2 separate regions of the Gossypium hirsutum genome follow, and region 2 is linked to region 1. Evidence: chromatin contacts called from public Hi-C data. All regions are on one chromosome and are shown on one strand. Each heading gives the region's core, a stretch centred on a gene start, on an enhancer-like site or on the middle of the called end of the contact. The rest is flanking DNA. Distances are from core to core; before and after follow the strand shown.

Region 1 (3,876 bases), core at 1,021-3,520:
CTAGTATATATATTATATACGAGTATGAGATGAAGCTTAGGGAATTATTGTCCTAAATACTGTTTATTTCAATGGACAGTTGAAATGTGTACTTGGCCATTGTTTCACTATAAAAGGGTAAAAGAAAAAAAAAAAAGGAAAAGCAAAGGGATAAAACGTAGAATTGGACACAAAATTAGAAAAAGCTGACAAAACGATCACGCCCCATTTCTATTTTCATTCTAAAGCTGTAGGTTCTGCTATATATATAATACTGTCAGCAGCTAGGCTAAACCCAAGTGTAATATATATATTGTTGAAATATAATATATATGTGTATGAAAACTCCAACCGTTTGATCAACTTTTGTTCAGCTATCAAACGGCTACGATTCAACATCAATCCTGACCAAGCTGGTGTGCTTACTTTGACCATTAAGAAATGTTGATCAGAAAATAGGGTTTAGGGTTGAAGAAAGAAAGCAAAAGCATAACTTCTTTTTTAGTGGCATAGGCATAGGGAGAGCAGAGAGCGACAGCTACATGAATGTTATGGCATTTCAATCTTTCAATCTTTTTTAAGACTTTAGACTATATCTACATATTCACTCGAGGTACATCCATCCACATACTTCAAAAATCTAAAGCATGCATGCCTTTTTTTTCATTTCCAAAAGCTTCAAAGTTGACTCATCAAATCATCTCTATCAGATCATAGCAGTACATATTAGTTTTTGATTCACCACCATGCATCCCCCTCTTTTTTGAAAATAAAAAAGAAAGATACAAATTAACATAACACAATAATCTCTATAGCTTTCTTTGGGGTTTATAAATAAAGATATATCAATATTGTTTATGAGTAGGAATAATATTGGTTAATACGATTTAAATAATTTATTCATTGGCAAAATCCACAAAAAGAAAGGTGTAGGAGGTTGAAAAAGAAGTCGACAAGCACAATCCAAGAATACCGTTTTCTTTTAATTTATTATTCTCACCAACAACATTAACACACTCCTTAGCTTGCAAATACCAAAACCCATGCCATGCCCCATTGGCTTCCCACCCAAACCTTTTTTAAACCCTCAGCATCTCATTGTGCTTCCTTTTGTTTTCACCACTTTAATTTTAGTTAACTTCATAATCATGAAAAATAAAATAAATAAATAAAAATGCAGGTATTGTTGCATAAATGTTAGACAAGGCTGCATGTATAGTCCAAGGCATGCGTGCGTGCTGCATGTGAGCCATGGAAGCAACATTGCATGTGCTTCCGTACTTGTGGAGAAAAGATATTAAATTTATCAAATAATTTAGGAGGGATAAAATCTAGACAAACCCAATCGTGGTTGACAAAGAGTGATTGGTAAGTTATTTATGACTATCATGTTTCACTCTTTTTATATTTACCTTTTCAAATAAGTTTTTATAATTCCAGTCTACCCTATTAAATAAATAAAATTATTATTTGATAGAAATAATTATTCATGATATTAATTTTATTGAAAAGCCTAGAAAGTCAAGTCTAAAAGGAATAAAGATCAAATTCTTCCTTATTGGAAGCTAAATATATAATCTAAGATGCTAAACAGATAATATAAATTATGTGTCCCATATGTAACAAATATTTGCAATATTCTAATTCTCTTCTGTTTATTTTTTTCCCTCTAGAAAGGAAGAAACCGCCCCACACCAGTTATAGAATCAGAGCGCTTGAGAATGTTCATATTCGACCTCACCACTAGATCATCATATTAATTAATAAAAAAAATAAACTAACGTAATATATAATTAAAGGATAAGTAGGTACATATACAAAAAAAAAAGATTGAAAGAGAATAAAATTCATTAAAAAAAACATTAACATATTAACAAAGAATAATTTTTTGATGAAAAGATTACCTCATGATTATATATATAAAAGTTGGAAACTAAAATATCCATCGCAATCATCAGTGATCAACTAAGAATATGAGTTGACATATATCATGTAGTCAATTAGATGAAAATTAATGATAACTTTTTTTAGTCTCACACCCTCGTAATTATTTAGTTGAATTTCTAAATGAAAGCAAAACTTCTCAATTAGTTCACACAACTCAGATGATATATATAACTCGTTATTATTGCTTAAACCCATGAAAAGACCTTTCTTTTTTTTTAAGGAAAAGGACAACATAAATAGCTCTTTTTACTGCCATCTCTCTCTCCAAATATTGAACTGGACTGGAGTGAGGACTGCAAAAGACTCAAGAGACCAACTTTGTTTACTTTCCTTTATATTCACATTAAAATAACAATAAAACATTGATGATTCCCCAAAAAAACTTGCCCATATTTTGCATTCCCTTCTCTATAAATACCAACTAAAACCTTCCTCGTTTCTCACCAGCGGCAAGCTTCACCATTTGATCTCACTCACTGACCTCAGCCAAAATCCCAAATCTTCTTTCTTTTTTCCCCCCTCTATTAATTTCTTGCAGCAGAAGCAGTCACCTTATTAGCATTTACTAAAAAAAATGCATTGCCAGACAGGTTCATGGGGTTCTTACGTGCCGACCACCAGGACTACAGTTGGGGATCCATTGGAGAGGATAGAGAGGTTGGCTTCGGAGAATGCGGTGGTTGTATTTAGTATTAGCAGTTGTTGCATGTGCCATGCCATTAAGAGGCTGTTTTGTGGGATGGGAGTAAACCCAACTGTGTATGAGCTGGATCAAGACCCTCGAGGGAAAGACATGGAGAAAGCTTTGATGAGGTTGCTTGGAAGCTCTCCTGCTGTTCCTGTTGTGTTCATTGGTGGGAAACTTGTGGGTACAATGGATAGAGTCATGGCTTCTCATATCAACGGCACTCTTGTTCCTCTTCTCAAACAAGCTGGTGCTCTCTGGCTTTGATCATCTTTGGCATTCCTCATTAAAAAAAAAAACTGATAGAGAAAAGCATGGCAGAGGAAGAGGAGTGATAGTTTTGGAGTCTACTCCATTTTGGAATACAGCAGTAGCTGATATGTCTTTAGTCTCTCAAGCTTTTCCTTCTTTTTTTTTCCTTCTTATTGGTGTTTTACTCACAAGTGGGTCTTTTTGGTGTGCCCTTTGTTTCAAGTTTTAACTAGTCTTTGATCTCAAGTGTGAAATGTAATGGCTGATGGTTCCCTCCTCTGTACAAAGGAAACAAATTAAAATAGTTATTTTCAATGAGTTCCCACTTCATTTTTTATTTTGTTTGTTTCTTTAGTTTGCTTTTTTTTTTTCACCAAACAATGAAATTGGAGGGGCTTAGACAAGAACTCAGTTCCTGAACAGCCATAAAAACAGTAAAACTAAAGGATTTGACGATTAGTGACTAGCTAGGAAGGAAGAGGGGTCAATGTCCGTACAACCATTGATTTCTTATTGGGATTAACACGTGTGGTGAGAGTGGATTATGATGACGTGTATGATTTTGTGGGGTTGGAAAGATTAATATGTATTCGAGAGAGAGAGGCCGGTGAGTTGCTAGAGATGGAATCTTATGAATATGGTGCTGGGGAAATGGATAGGAACGAGGAGCTATTGGAAGTTTTGACTTTTGGGAGGTGGGTGGGCGTTGGGAGTGGCCGAGGAACCTTTCCATCGCCATGGCCATGGGCATTGGGCTCTCTTAGCATAAATATAAAGGCATATAATTATTCTTCTTGTTATGGGTGTGAGATTCATGATTTGATTCTTTTTCCCATAAATATTTACTTATTCAGTCTAATCTACTTGGAATTTCCAAGACTAACTTGCAGTTCCAGTGAGCTTCTGGATAGTGCAAAAGTTATGGTATTTTGGACCCAAGTGGTTGAATGTTTCTCATATATATAGGACATAGGATGATAAGGTAGAAAGGGACAGTCATACATTGATGATGA
Region 2 (3,876 bases), core at 607-3,106, 320 kb after region 1:
GGTCTGGCAGCCAGAGCCCACGGTGTAATCAATAATTAGCCCTTTATGTGCAAGAATATATTCTTTTAGAGAAACAAGAAATCTTACTTCATCTAACAAGAAACTGGACATGTATTACTGTGAATTCCTATTTTTAATTTCACAAACAAACCGTTGCCAATCTATCCACACGTAGTGAAGAAGAAAACAATTAGATTTGCCTTGCATCACAATCAACACACCCTGGATCAAACAAGAAGTTGAGCCCAAATCCAAGCTACTGAGATGCGCAAAGCTCCACCTGCACACTCCACAGTAAAATAGTTTAGCACAAAAGAATTAGTACTTCTCTGAAGAATTCGGAGGATGCAAGTTCAACAGAAGGCATGAATCAAGAGAAACAACCTCTGTAATGGAAACTTGGGTGAAGCAGTGCAGAAAGAAAGAAGCCACTCAATCTATTCCCCATAGATTTCTGAGAGGAAAAGTATCCATTTCTCTCACACTTGTTATTTTTTTTTTTTGGTTTTCCCCATTATACAATACTGAACCATTACAAGAAAAAACAAAGCCATCCTGTGTCTCAGGAATCCTACTCTTTTTCATCTTGCTCTCAAAGTTTAAAACTTTACTGGCCCGATCCTTGGGAGTCATCCTTAGCAGGGGTTTGTTGCTGGTGCTGATGCTGATGTTGGGGTTGCATCCGAGCTTGCTCCATCTGCTGATAAATCTGGTCCAAAGCATGAGGATTTAAGACCCCAATATGACCATCTTGAGATAACCCAAGTTCCAAACCCGGGAGCTGCTGATTAGCTCCGCCCAAGATTGAGGTGAAACTTATCTGACCCATGTTACTAGCTGGCAAGTCAAAACCTGGAAACCCAAGCTTTTGCAGATAATTGGAACTATCACTGCCAAAATTTGTTGTAGACGGACCAGATGATGACTGAAACCCAAAACCACTGACTGGTGGCCATAACCCGGTCGCCACATGATGGGGTCTTCCCAAATTGCCACCAACCATTGTCCAACTGGTCCTACTGCTCCCTGATCCTATACTGGACCCCCCTAAATCTTCCATCTTTTGGTGCAACCCTGCTGATAGAGAGGCCCCTGGCTGTGAAACTGAGCCCCAAGCTGCAGCCAAAGCTGATGCTGGAATTGTTCCGCTCCCAGTGGCGGCAATTATTGATGGTTCAGCTTGTTGTAACAGCCACTGTATTGTTTCCCCATCAGACTTGTGACCCAATTCCCTGGTCAACTGAAAGATTCTAGCAGCACATAAAGCAGGCATCCTTATCCTTCTACCTCTTCCTTCAACTTTGGTGTGCCTGTCTTTGTTAGAACTTCTCTTTGGGGCCAACTGTTGCTTCTTCCCTTCTCCTTTATCTGCAACCACAATCTGGAAATCCTTGATTTCTGCTTCTTTATTCTCTCCCATGTTTTGAGGCCGTTGCTGTTGGGGTTGGGGTGGCAGGCTCAACAAGTTGGCTACTTCCTCTGGAGGCTGCTTGGCGCCCTTGGGATCCATAAACAGGTAAAAAATGGGTGGGGGGTGTGGGGGCAAATTAAAAGAACAAAAAAAAAAAAAAATATATATATATATATATATATATAAAGAGGAGTCCTCTTTGATTGAAGAAGGTGACCTGAAAAGTCCTAGACTTTGATGACTTTTCACTGTTCTCTGACAAGGAATGTGAAGACAAACTATGATAATTATAATATTGAAATCCCAAAGCCCACACTCCCGAAATGTCAAAATTTTTATTCTTGGTTTTCACAAGATGTCATTTTTCTTTCTTTTCTCTCTCCATGGCTCATGTATGAATGCATGAGCCTTTCCTTTCTTCGTCACTTCCCCTTTTTCTCACTGCAGTGAAGGGGGCTTTTGACTAACATTTCTGATATGATAGCTACTTGAACTGCCATTTTCACCTGAAGACACTAATTCGCACAGAATATATCATTTACAATAATTATTATTATAAATTACAATTTCAAAATTATAAATAAGATATTCACGCATCCCCATATAACCATATGTAATATCCATAGATTGATGGATTTCTTCCATTTCTCTTCATCACACCTTCACCCTACATTATAATAAAAGCAATATAATAAGGGTAAATTTTTATTTATTTTATAAATAATTTTAAAATTTTATATTTATTTTTTAAAATATTTATTTTTGAATGTTTCATTATATTTTTACACGATACTTGTCAATCACTTGTTTAGTAACGAAGCTAGAACAATTTTTTAGGGGCAAAATAATTTTAATTTTTTATAGTCTATATATTTATAATTTTTAAAAAATTAAATCGAATTTTTATAATTTTAGAGAGTAAAAGTGTAATTTTACCTTTATTAATTTAAAATTTTTTAAAAAAATTAGAAGGCCTAAATAATAATTTTTTATTTTAAGAGGACGGGACCTATGCCAGCCCCGAGATTCGCCTCTGCACCTATTTGTGAAGTTTTAAAACTCAATAGTATATTAAATAATTTTTATATAATATGGATAATTAATTTTAATAATATCTATGTGGTATTATAAAATAAATAAAATAAATAATGATTTAATGATATCACGTTTACATGGTTAAAACTAATTATCTATGTATTTATTATTAATATGAATTTTAAAATATAAATCAATATAATAATATCAATAAAAAGGAATGTAATATTTTTTTTTATTTTAATTTTTCTATAACAATTTAAACTTGAATTATTTAAAATATAAATATTATATTTTTAAAGAAATAAATATTATATTTCAATCAAAATAATGATTATGATTTTTTTTGGTATAACTACATGTGTTTTGATTTATTTTACAGTGAGATTAATCTTGATCGGGCAAAGTGATATTCAAGTAAAGCCTTCTCAAGGATATCGACTCCAAAATTCGAATTTAGTCCACTTCTTCCAACCACTTATTGATTTTATAATTATGTAATTAATTTGTTATAAAATATTATTATTTACTTCTATACTATATATTAGTTGAGAATTAATTATGACTTAGCATATTAAGAAAAATTTAAATCTAAAATGTATAACTTAGTAAATTAACTTATTATTTTTTATATTATAAAGCTTGAAGTATAATTTCACTTTGATAATATAAAAAATAATTTATTCATATACTGTCAATAATGTACTATTATAACATCTTTTCTACTATTTTTTAGCTACTATTAGTATTACTACTTCTATAAATCATTTATTGATATGTTATTATCATATAGTTATAAAGTTTATTGAATGTATTAGACACTCCCAAACACATGGAAGTACCAATTACTAACTTCCCTCCTCTACACATCTCATAAGGTGTCATTTTAGTCTTTGGCCTCTACAAGACTATTAATCATATGGTAAGTTATATCAATAGCTTCTACCTAAAACCTGTGAGAAATTCCCATGGCACTTAGCATAACACGAGCAATATCCTAAATTGTCCTATTGTTACTCTTAATAATCTCGTTCTGTTATGGAGTTTTTGGACCAAAAAACTCATGTTGAATGTCGTATTGTCAAAAATATATGAGAATTATTCATTCTCAAATTCCTCTACTTGGTCATGCATCCTAACAATTTTCCCAATAAGATAACAATTTTCATTCTCAGCTTTTTTACACAGTTTCTTGAAGGCATCAGATGTGTTGAACTTTTCACACAAGAATCTTACCTATGTAAACATGGAATAGTCATCTACACTTACAAGAACATATCTTTTACATCCTAAGCTTTAAATCTTCATTGACCCTATCAAATTCATTTATAGAAGCTTTAAAGGTTCAATTGTTTGAATCAATTATAATTGGGAAGTGACTCACACTATTACTTCCTCTTTAAGCACTCACCACACATATTTGGAATTAC

What was found. A called contact is a pair of places that touch in the nucleus more often than the background predicts.
Region 2: a contact with region 1 is called in a Hi-C map of leaf, with 2.5 times the contacts expected there. The contact joins the promoter of LOC107957027 here to the promoter of LOC107942705 in region 1. A contact is called at or near these places in 3 of 34 Hi-C or Micro-C datasets (hypocotyl, leaf and petal).

The regions. Positions count from the first base shown.
Region 1 is chrA05:82,946,996-82,950,871 of Gossypium_hirsutum_v2.1, forward strand. It overlaps LOC107942705 (glutaredoxin-C1), which reads left to right and starts at 2,271. Exons shown (of 1, transcript XM_016876426.2): 1 at 2,271-3,178. The coding sequence starts at 2,501. The coding sequence ends at 2,878.
Region 2 is chrA05:83,269,765-83,273,640 of Gossypium_hirsutum_v2.1, forward strand. LOC107957027 (transcription factor TCP20) reads right to left here and starts at 1,857. Exons shown (of 2, transcript XM_016892451.2): 1 at 385-1,857; 2 at 1-280. The coding sequence starts at 1,510. The coding sequence ends at 608.